3 separate regions of the Gossypium hirsutum genome follow, and all the other regions are linked to region 3. Evidence: chromatin contacts called from public Hi-C data. All regions are on one chromosome and are shown on one strand. Each heading gives the region's core, a stretch centred on a gene start, on an enhancer-like site or on the middle of the called end of the contact. The rest is flanking DNA. Distances are from core to core; before and after follow the strand shown. Region 1 holds the start of LOC107901643 (ubiquitin carboxyl-terminal hydrolase 18). Region 2 holds the start of LOC107901653 (monogalactosyldiacylglycerol synthase, chloroplastic). Region 3 holds the start of LOC107901647.

The links. A called contact is a pair of places that touch in the nucleus more often than the background predicts.
Region 1: a contact with region 3 is called in a Hi-C map of leaf, with 2.7 times the contacts expected there. The contact joins the promoter of LOC107901643 here to the promoter of LOC107901647 in region 3. A contact is called at or near these places in 2 of 34 Hi-C or Micro-C datasets (hypocotyl and leaf).
Region 2: a Hi-C map of leaf shows a contact between it and region 3, with 2.1 times the contacts expected there. The contact joins the promoter of LOC107901653 here to the promoter of LOC107901647 in region 3. A contact is called at or near these places in 12 of 34 Hi-C or Micro-C datasets (callus, hypocotyl and leaf).

Annotation. Positions count from the first base shown.
Region 1 is chrD06:25,992,295-25,996,180 of Gossypium_hirsutum_v2.1, reverse strand. It overlaps LOC107901643 (ubiquitin carboxyl-terminal hydrolase 18), which reads right to left and starts at 1,289. Exons shown (of 11, transcript XM_016827717.2): 1 at 884-1,289; 2 at 1-30. The coding sequence starts at 1,131.
Region 2 is chrD06:25,419,977-25,424,321 of Gossypium_hirsutum_v2.1, reverse strand. LOC107901653 (monogalactosyldiacylglycerol synthase, chloroplastic) reads right to left here and starts at 2,017. Exons shown (of 8, transcript XM_016827729.2): 1 at 1,341-2,017; 2 at 932-1,104. The coding sequence starts at 1,856.
Region 3 is chrD06:25,711,273-25,715,386 of Gossypium_hirsutum_v2.1, reverse strand. It overlaps LOC107901647, which reads right to left and starts at 2,070. Exons shown (of 14, transcript XM_016827722.2): 1 at 1,407-2,070; 2 at 981-1,083; 3 at 617-863; 4 at 294-335. The coding sequence starts at 1,464.

The sequences.
Region 1 (3,886 bases), core at 40-2,539, 280 kb before region 3:
TTCCAGTCCACCTGTTGGCAGGCTGAGGAGCTGAAAAATGAAGCAAACATAAAGATTAAACCATCCACTTGATAGAAGAATTTATGTAACCATAAGTTGACGAACTTATAGGTTCGCAAATCATAGCCCACAGGCCTGTAATCTGACACGTCTCATTTTCTAATACCAGAAAGCAAATGCAGAACTTTTAAAGTCAAGGCAGCACCGGGAGAAAGGGGGCCTTTGTTAAGTTAAGCAAATATAACTACAATCAAGGCATCTTTTTGTATAATTGACTGATAGACTGATCAAAATTTCAACACTGAACTAGCTGGGCATTCAGTTTATTGACATAATCAGTGTCAATAAGTAGGCTCAACCTAGATTAAGCACAACAGTACGTTTATAAAGAAAAAAAATTCAAGCCAAATGCTTTATTAAAAGAAGAAGCTAAATTCCTGGAAAACGTTCTAACATCGACAACAAAAACACTTCTTTCTAACCCATAATTAACAAACCAAACTAATAAAAAGCAAAGTAAATTAAGAAAACTAAAATAGATAAAGAAAACCCACGAATGTCAACAATAAGCACTTAAACCACTGTGTCGAGAAACGCCACCAGTAAATAACAGTTAGAGAAACGCCACCAGTAAATAACAGTTAGAGAAACTTCAAAAAGCAGTTAATCACTAAGATGCTTACGAGTATTAAAAACATAGAAAAATAAATAAATAACCTTTTTTATCTTCTTTTTTTTTTACTTTTCGATAATCCCGAAACGTTAAAGAAACAGCTCAAACAATATTAACAACAGCAATTAACAGCCAAAAAAAAAAGCAATCAAGGAGTACGATCATACAAGGACAACGAATTCTTCTGGAGAAAAAAAAAGGCGTGCGTACCAATAACGAACGGATTTGCAACGAGAGCACTTCTTGAAGGCGGGATTAGAGCATACGGCGCAAGGGAAGTGATCGGCGTCCATGGGGATGGAAGGCATTGGTTGGTCCCGATCGAAATTGGCGTCGACCTCGAAGTATTTCGACGCCGTGTTCTTCAGCAAGCGAAGAGACACAAATGCGAAAATGAAGAGCGTGAAAATGAATTGCAGGAACCAATTCAGATCCAACGTTATTCCGCCGACATGCATCTACACAGCCTTCTCGATCCCGGTTCTAGGGTTTTTCTTCATCGATTTCTTTTTTATTTTTTATTTTCCTTTCTGTGCCACTCTATCACAGTTCCCCTTTACCAATTTTATCTTTTCTTTTATTTTTTTTTAATTTAATTACTCTATTTCTCTCGAAACCCCTAAGCCAAAATTAGCAAACCCATTCCCTATTTAACAGGATATTTATTTTCTTTTTTCTTTTTTCTTTTTAATTCTCCACAAGTGTATCTAATTTCTAAAGTACTAGTAAGTAATAATAATTATTGATATTGTGATAAAAATTTATAAATAATTGTGTTAATTAAATTTCGATTGTGCACTCAAATTCATTTTATTTTTTAAATAAATTATATTATTTATATAATTTTTTAATATATTTTAATAATTTTTAAGGTGAGTTGGTATCCGATTGATTTATCCCAACAATTCAATTAAAGATTTAAATTTATATGATTTATATGATAGTATAGATACATGTGTATATATTATAAATATTTTTATGTTCATAGTTGCTTTTGTATCTCTTTTGTTAAATATATACATATTTAAGTAGATTATATTATTAAGGGTAACCTAAATTTATAGCCACTTTAAAATAGTGTTTGTCCTATTTTGATTATTTTAAACTTTTTTCTTAATAATCACTCTAAATAAAATAATTGTGTGAATTAGTCACTGTTGTTAAAATTTTTTGTTTTCTTTTAACAGAATACTGATGTGGCACAATAGCGCATTGAGTGATTGACATGTGGTATTTTTTATTTGACTTTTGATTAAAGTTTAAAGATCTCTCTATAAAGTTTAAGGGGAAAAGGTTTTGGACTAATTAAAGGGAGGTCCCTAAACTTTAGTAAAAAATCAACAAGAAAATGTCATGTGGCAGTCATTTAATGTGCTAATGTGCCACGTCAATAATTTGTTAAAAGAAAATGAAAATTTTAACGGCTATGATTAATTCACACAATTATCTTATTTAAAATACTTAAATTAAAAAAATAAAATGACCAAAATAAGACAAATCCTATGGATGTAGTTTTTGTAATAAGTTAATATAAAGTAGTCTACAAATCAAGTGATACTATATATAACCCTTCTTTTAACAAGTGACGTGAATGGTTTTTTTATGCAATTAACTTAAAAGAAATAATTATTTACAAAAATAATCCTAGTCAAATTTATGTACGAAAATTATATGTTCTCTACAGTGACCACCAGTGCCACCTGACATACTGGCGACATCGCCCCCTTATCATTAGCCAATCAATGACTTTTTAAAAAAATTTTGGATACCACCACCGTGTTAGGTGGTACCAATATGTAATTTTTCAAATATTCATTACAAATACGGATATTCAAGGAGGGAAAAATGAGAGTAGAAAGAAAGAGATATAAGAGAAATATAAAAGGATGAGAGAGAAAGAGACATGGGAGAAAGATAGAGGGATGAGAGAAGAAAAGTCAAATATGAGAAAGGAAAGAGAATAATAAATATTTAGAATAAAAATATGAAAGGGAATTGAATATTTTATGAAAAATAAAGAATCAAATATAAAAGAGGAAAGAGAATAACATATATGGAAAATAAAGAATCAGATATGGAAAAAAAAAAAGAAAATAACAAATACGGAAATATGTATTTTTCATAAAATATTAAATACCCTTTTATATCTCTATTTTTCATATATATTATTCTATTTCCTTTCTCATATTTGATTATCTATTTTCAATATATGTTATTCTCTTTCCTTTTTCCATTCAAATTTCTCTTCTTTTTCTCAATTGAAAGCTTTAATCGTTGTACTTAATAACCACCAATTTTTTCATTTACAGTATCCTTTCGTACCGATTTCAAGACTAAAAAAGAGATTTCCTTCTTCTCATTGAATTTTATAGTTCAGATCTCCTAGTAGCCCAGCTCCAAATGTTTTAAAACAATAACTAAAGCTTTGAACTATTTTTTCTACAATGTTTTTTTTTAAATATCACTGGTGCCACCTAAAATGATGAGGAAACCTAAAAATATATATATTTTTAAAAAATTTCAACGGGTGCCGCCTGACAGCCTGACGACACTCATTAAATTTTTTTTCTTTTTTTTTTCCTTCCTGAATACCCATATTTTTAACAAGTATTTTGAAAAAATACATACTAGTGTTGAGTTGTTTGACACAATGATGACACCCACAAAAATTATGTTAAAAAAAAGATGATTGATTAATTATGAGGGGGCGGTGCTACCTATGTGTCAAGTGACACCGACGATCACTGTAGAAAACAGATCATTTACGTACATAAGTTTTAACTTAAGTTATTTTCATAAATAATGAATTATTTTGGTTAGTTAAATAAAAAAACTTGACATAAATAAATGATTACAATAAATACAATTTTAATATAAAGTGAATTCGCGGGAAAATCAAAGGGTAAACATTAGTGCATTTAAATTTAAAAAATATATAAAATTATAAGTTATTATAATAATGAAATTTCATTTTTAACCTTTAAAAATGTATAGTTCAATTTTAGTTCTCCAAAAATTATCTTTTAGCTTTTGTTTTGATTTTTTTTTAAAAACTCAAATACTCATCGTAGAAGCAATTTATTATTAACACATCACGATTCAAACTCATAACTTAAGTGATAAAATGAACATTTATAATCACTAAACTAAACAATAGAATTCTAAATTTTACCCTTGATTATATCCACAATATGAAATAAAATTCTAGAGGCA
Region 2 (4,345 bases), core at 768-3,267, 290 kb after region 3:
TTATACCAGCTTGGGAAACATGCCACAGTCCAATAGAACTGAGGCTATAGCCTAAAAAAGGCAGAAGGCATGCAAAACCAAAACCTCCTACATCACCAGCTAACAGCTAAGGAGCATACCACCTAGCACAACATGTAGCTTTCAAGAACTGACAGCCTTGCTAGGAAGGACCCTGATACAGCTCAGGCTGCAGGGCCAACAAAAATGGCCACTGGACATAGCTGCCAAGCCAAGCCAAGACAAAAGAATAACCAACCACCATGCAACAGGCAGCCCCAAGGCTAGGTATAAATACCCAAGTACCAACTCCCTCTCTCTTACTTCCTCTCTGCTAGCTTGCTTTACCCATTACACTATCTCGTTTTCTAACTTAAGCATCAAAGAGCATTCTGGAGCACTGATGCCCGAAGGCTAGGTATAAATATCCAAGTACCAAATCCCTCTCACACTTCTTCTCTGCTAGCTTAAGCTCTTTTTTTATCCATTACACAATCTCCTTTGCTAACTTAAGCATCAGATAGCACTCTGGAGCACTGATGCCCCAAGGCTAGGTATAAATATCCAAGTACCAACTCTCTCTCACACTTCTTCTCTGCTAGCTTAAGCTCTTTTTTTATCCATTACACAATCTCCTTTGCTAACTTAAGCATCCGATAGCACTCTGGAGCATTGATGCCCCAAGGCTAGGTATAAATACCCAAGTAACTCTCTCTCACGATCTACACTCTCTCATACTTCTTCTCTGCTAGCTTAAGCTCTTGCTTTACCTGTTACAAAATCTCCTTCCCTGACTTAAACATCATAGAGCGCTCCGGAGCATTGACACCACCCCAACTCACATGTACTTTGCTATAAGCTTTAGCAACAAAAGTCCATCACCAAGAGGACTCCAACATAAATAATATAGGAAAACAATCTAAAAACATCTCACCTTGCTATGAACGTCGAAGTTGCAGCAAAATTTGATTGATGAATTACCCGAGGAGCGGTTCCATAATAAGTCATTCTCCACAATGATCCATGTTTGACCAAGAAGTTATAGCTCTTTGGCAATTGATTAAATGGCCAGGGTGTATGATCGGACCACAAATCAGTAACAAACACCTGCAATATAACACCAATCTTGACATACAGAACAAAAGTACACTAAAAACGTATGCACCCATTATCTACTAATTCTTCAATCAATTTTCCAAGAAACTGCAGAAACATAAAGATAAATAAAACTGAAATATGCCTATATTGATACCAAAAAAAAATGAAATGAAATGAAATTTCTCAATTTCTACTTTTGCCCAATGCCCACATTTTCTTTGCATCCAAACAAAAAGGAAACTGACCTGATAATCGTCTCCAAATTCCTCCATAAAAGCAGCCTTAATAGCTTCAGCGGAAGCTCTATGACCCCCACCAGTATCACTCATCAAAATCAAAACTTTTTTGGGGGCCTCAGCTTCGACTCCATTTAAAGGCAAACCTTCAACCTCCAAAACACCGCCACCGTCATCCCTCACTCCATTGCTATCCTCGGAACCGACCCGAACCGAAGCAAACCCGATCGGGATTCTTTCACAATGAAACTTAATCGCTCTATTGAACTCGTTCATGATCCTCCCAACGCTCGAAGAAACGCCGTTTCGAGCACCCAAACTGAGCGAAGCAACAGCTATAACTCTACGCCTTTTATGAGCAATCGAGCCTCTGAACCCCGAGAAATACACGTAATTTGGCTTGAATGAAGAAAACCCATCAGAATTCGAGCTGTAAAAGCTCTTTTTGAAAGCTAAGTGACCCGTTTGCGTAACGAGATCAATGGCAGAGCCAGATTCTTGGGTAACCTTTGAAGGGTTTTGCATTTTGGGAAGTTTTTTTGGCTAGTTGCAGAGTTATGATGATGATGAGAAAGAAACTGAAACAATTTTAAACCATGATAGTTTTTGTTTCGAATAACAGCCAAAGTTCATTTATTTATATGGAAAAAAGTAGGTGACAGTGATGGAATCTAAAGGTGATTTCGTAACCGCAGAAACTGAGATAGGGAATGCCTTTGTACTTAGTGCTCTGATAGTAACCGGATCCACTTTTCCTGGGTTGCCCAACTTAGCTCTCGTTTTGGTTTGTGGTTAAATTTTAGGGTTAATATATTATTTCACACTTCAATTTTCTTTTCTCCTAGTTTGGCTTTAATATTTAATTTATTATTTAAGTTTTCTGTTCCAATTAAGTACTATGTTTTATTATTAGAGCACAAGTACCAAACATTTATTGGGCCACATTGTGCTATTTCGTTGGGTACCAAATTGTATATTGAAATCAAATTAATGTACTAAATTGATAAAGAAAAAAATTTAGGTACCAAATTAAACATTGAAGGCAAACTAAGACACAAGATGACATGATGCCATTCAAGTGTATGCAATATCTGTAAAGTTAAAAAAAACATTAATTTTTCTATTCATTTTGAGATAACTTAACCAAAAATACAAGTTTAAAGGCGAAAAGAAGTGAAAAACTAAATAGAAGACTAAAATATTTTATTTTAATAAAATTGGAAGAATTATTATGCCTTGAACATTTAATTGCGTTTATTTTGAACATGTATCCCAACTCTTTATCAATATTTATAGTTTCACCCCTAATTTGAGTTTAATATTGAAAAGTATAATGAGATTAATATAGGAAGTACGTAAATTAAATTAAATCTATTACCTACACAGAATAAGAAATTGGGATTTGATTTGTACTCAAGTAGCGTTTCTTGTTTGGCCCTCGTCGCACTCAATGTAAAGAAGCCATATAAGTCCACGTCAGAACCGACCATTTAAATTGATTAAATTCTTTGGCAGGTTGTCGTATTTTAGATTAAAATGTAAATTAGGGTATATGCTTTTAATAAATTATTTTTCCTCTTTTTAAAAAGAAGGGATTATCCAATGTTAAATATGATGTCAATCATATTTTAATGTTCAACTTAAAGTGATGTATATTTTATTTTTTTGTATTTTTTATATATTTGAAATTCATTTATTCTTTTATTTTAAGAAACATAGTTTTTTTTTTCTATATTTAAGGATACAAGCCTAATTGTTAAATCATTAAAAACTTTTATTGAATTCAAGTTGATTACAACGTAAATTTTTTGTTACATGATTATTAAGTGAGTGTTTTTTATTTCAAAATATCACACCAATAAATTTAATAAAAGAATTTTAATAGCTCAGTTGGTATCAATATTATTGCTAGTGAAGGAGGATGTGAGTTCAAAAGTTTTGAAATGTGTTTATTCTTCTCTTTAAAAGTTAGGAGAGATTATGAATATTTTTAGATATTTTATAATAAAAAATTGAAACTACATTTTAAAATTTAAAAAGTAAAAAAATTTAATTTTATAAACATAAGAATATAAGTATTAAACTTCAAATATATAACGAGTAGATAAACTTAAATATTTTAACCTTTTTACTTATTTATATTTCTACCCGTAATGTAAAATTACTAAACTCAAATGAACCCTAGAGGCCTAAGACATATAGTAGATAAAATTTAACCCTGTACGACATTGCATATGACAAATTGACATTATTTTCCCCGCTTCGATGATTGATGGGCTACCTGAATTTTTTTACATCTGCTTCTTTTAAGGTTATATATAGATTAGAATGGTAAAAAATTAAAAATCGGGCCAAATAATTAGATTATTGAATCGAATTAGAATTTTATTAATTTATTAATTATCATTAAAATAATAATTAAATGATGATATCATCAGTTTTATTATCAATCCAGTTTTTAAAATATTGGTTATTTAAGAGTTTTATTGGATGGATTTATCCATTTATATTAAATTATCACACATTTACCATGTAAGTAAAAGTATATTTACTAAAATATTATATAAAAAACCAAATTAATTTTTTGGTAAAATGGTGAATTTGAAGGTTTAAAAATTATAATATTTAAGTTCAAATACCATTACGTTATTAGAATAAATTTGGATAAACTTATAAACATGGTAACATCCAAATAATACAAATCTAAATAACTACAAACAAAATCAAATCATTACAAGCACAAACATACTAATAATGAAAATACATATCTGAACTATAAAATCGGAAAATAACCCACGTATGATAAAACTTGAACCTAAATAAGCCAATGGCTTGTTCATTGCACTTTTTGAAACAAATAATTATATATTTTCCACTACTACCCATATCCCAAACATTTAAATAGGTTTAAAGGTGTAAAAAGCCTTCAATTTTTTTCAAAAATAAGCATTTAAGCTCATACTTTTTTTTGCACTCAATTGGGTACTTGAACTTTCAAAATGCATCAAAAAGGC
Region 3 (4,114 bases), core at 821-3,320:
ATGATACCATGTTTGATGCATCAAATTTTGGAAATAGTAGAACTTAATGAATTTAACAGTTACCGTTTGGTGATGAGTTAAATTTTAAAATTTGAAAAGGATTGAAAATGACCATATTAAAGTATAGGGACTAAATCCAGAACTTTCACAAAGTACAGGGACTAATAATAGAATTTAACTTTCTGTAAAACTCTGGTAAAGGGAAACTAGAATAAACAAAGCCCAATAAGAAACTTAATGGAACAGTTCGGAATAAATAAAGAGTACGATAAAGCAAAGATAAAGGAACTTACCTTAACATAGAAAGGACCCAAGCGGATTAACATCTCACGAAACTGAAAGAATGTAAAAAATACAATAAGCTTGTTGTAACCAAAAAAAAAGAAAAAAAAAAGAGGAAATAGGAAATTATGATAGTTTCAGCAAAACCATTGGCCAAATAACATGAAATTGCAACACGAAAGCAAGCAAACTTCTAGTACAAAGTCAGCCAGATTATGCTAAGGTTTCGATGTTTTACTCTGCTCTCATATTGGATGAATATAGCATGCAAGAATAATAGAACCAATTCAAGTTATTAAACAGAACATGTTTAAGAATAAAATTCATATAATACCTTCACAGCACGCTCTTTTATGTCTCGAAAAAAGAATTGCCAAATGGTCAACTTCAATACATGAAATGAAATGATAGCTGCTCTATACAAAGCCAGAAATGGGCCAAATCGGTATACAGCAGAAACACTTGTTGAGCTGTGCGTCCCAACAGTATGCCCAAATTCACTTTCCAATGATTCTTTCCTCAGCTTAGCATACTCTGCAGAAGGCCTCTCACCGTGCACACTGGCAAAACCTGTTGAAAACCTGCACAAAAAAGGTAAAAAAAACAAATGTTAGAGACACTCCACATTCACCAGACCAATTTATTACATAACCCAATTCCAAGCAGCAAAATTTAGTGGTAAATATGAATGCACTTACAGATGTTGTTGCAACAAGTATAATCGATGCCTGGTATCCATCTGAACTTCCGGAGAAACAGAATAACGCAGCATAGTTCCAACATGTCTATTATGGTTTACAGCTGCAAGCAGTATAAGTAATCAACTAATATAAAAAGTAACATCCACATATACTCAAGGTCGTAAGAACATTACTAAATGAACAACCGAAGGTAAAACAAATATGACCAACAAAATATTACTTCCGGGAAGTTCCAGAAATGCCCAACTCGGTGCTATAAAAGTGCTTCACAATCCTAAAACTTAAATTATCAGGATAATACTAGCATCGAAGAAAATTAAGCACAGTGCAGCAATAGGAAATCAAAGAACAATTGATATTAATGTTGATAGAATAATAAGCGGGGACGGAAAAGGAAAGACTAATAGAAAGGAAGAATGATACCAGTGGAGAGCAATGTGAGACGGCGATGACGGTTGAGAGTAGCGAAGACATTCCTCATTGAGCGAACGGTACAAAGGAAAGCGAAAGAAGTCGAGCACCTACCTAAGATTTGAGTCGTGCTCACAACTTGTTTGTGAAAATGCGTCTTTGAACGAAGCTTGTGATTGGGACCAGGTTACGAAACTTTTTCTATATTTTTTTCTTCCGATTGTAGAAATGTTGCCACGTTATATGTCTACATGAAGCAGCTACCATTAACCAACCGCCAACCGCCTTATACGTATTATTTGTTAAATAGAGAAAAAATTTGAATGTTAAACTATTCTCTACGTACCTAAATATTTTCTATATTTAAAAGTTAAAATATTTAATTTTTCAAATTTAAAATTTTAAAAATTTGCATCTAATTATTATCATCATTAAAAAAATTTATTAAATCTTTTGGTATAAGTTTTTGAAATTAAAATAGTTTATTTGGTAGTTATATAATAATAGAAATAAAGTTGAAAATATTAATTAAGGTTTAAAAAAAATACTCATTCAAACTTGTCATGATAAAATAATTTTTTTATATCAATAATTAAAAATATTAACTATTTAGATTTACTAATGATATTATAAAAGAAGATTGATCAAATTATGTCAAAACTAAAATATATTGATTACATCTCAAATTTCAACCTAAAGGCCAAATTTGAAATTTGATCATCTGTCTTATAATGTAAAAAGTAAAATAAAGAAAAAAGAAAAAAAAAGCAGCACAAACTTAAAAGAAAAAAGCCACATGTTAGTCTCGAAAAGTTCTCAAGGCATTTAAATTGTGTATAACTATGTAATATTTTAATCAAAAAGTTTACAATATTAACTATTTGGACTAATTAATAACATTATAAGAATATAAATACCCAATTATGTTAGAAATTAAAGCATAGAGATTAAATCTCAAAACTAAACATAATAGAAGAATTAAGAATAAAAGTTAACAATATTTCTAAAATGTAAAAAAGAAAAGAAGGGAAAAGAAAAGCATCCGACATGTCATCTTTGGACCTTCCTTTTATATAGTTGATAGATATTAGACACCTCCACTCTAGCCTCCAACTTCAAATTTCAATCCGATCCAATTGAACTTCAGTTCAATCAAATCCAATTTAACCATAAAAAGAATCGACAATCTGAATGAGCTCACATAATTTGTAATGACTCGAATTCAAAAAGAGTCTAACACAAAGTAATTTGATATGCAATGAGCTTAGCACGAATTTGTATTCAAATCAACAGTAATTTTGGAAAAGAAACCCTCATAATTAGAGGTATTCATGAGCAAAGCTAGATTAGGTTTAAGTCGAGTTTAAGTATAACATTAACACACTTTATATTTATTCAAGTCTAGTTCGACCTAAAATATGAGTTTAAAATTTTACCTAAACTTGCCCATACTTGTAAATGGTTAATCTAAGCCGATTTTAACCCGCTCATATCATATTAAATTTTTGACAAATATTTATATTACTTATAATTCAAGTTTAATAAATTTATATATTTTCTCATTTATTGAAATTCTATACCTAGTCAACTTAATTTTTTTAATGTTTACATTATCGTTTATATATTATTATAGATTTAATTTTTTTATGTGTTCTAAATTACATAACATATTACAACATAAACCATCGAAGGGATCTACTGTCACCACCACGAACTTTCGCTGCCGCCACAGTTGACGTCGTTGTCATCTTCAGACCGCCGCTGACCACTATGGACTATCATTGAGTTGCCTCTGGCCACTATCGGGCACCATCGAACTGTGGTCGGGTCACCACCAACCACCGTCAGCCATCACCAACTACTGTAAGGCCATCGCCGTCAACGACCACCGTCAGTCTTTTGCCAGTTGGTTGGGTTGGGTTTGTGTCGTCTTAATCAATCTTGGATGCATCCTGGTTCTCCGAGTTTTGCCAAAAAAATTGGTTACATAAGACTTATGTTCATTTTCGACTCACGTGAATTATTCTAAAAATTAAATAAAACCTACATGGAGATGATAGTCCACGATCTAATTACATATCCCAAAAATTATTAAAATAATAATTACAACCACTTTAATTTATAGGAATCACAATTTTGGCAAAATTATTTTATCATATAAATAATAAAATAATATAAAACATTCATTCATAAATGTAACGCAAAACATGCTAATAATTATAAGAATGTCACATCTTATAAAAAATTAACCAAACATGAAGATGAGAGAAAATTTTGGTATCAATTTATACTACAAACATAGCACAACCTGGCTTTGATACCGATTGTTGGAAAAATCCGATTTAATAAATGGTTTTGTGTCACAGCAAAAAACTAAAATTTTAAAAATCAAGCTGGTTTGTGGTATTTGTAACAATAAGCTTTTCCTGAAAAGTACAAGTGCTTTGTGCTAGACAGATCCTTTCCATTTTCGGCTTTCAACCGAATGGTCTTCTCCGCTATTCTTGTACCATGAATCGCTTCAAGTGTGGGCTCAAACAATCACGAACCAAACATAGAATCATAAATAATTTTCTTCCTTTCAGTAAGAAAGTTAATCTCTCTCTATAAAAACCAACAGAATTATTATTCTCGAAAAATAAAATTTTTACTTAGAAATAATTTCTCACTTTCAGGCAAAATAACAATATCTCAAAGTTGTATATGACTTGTGTATATAG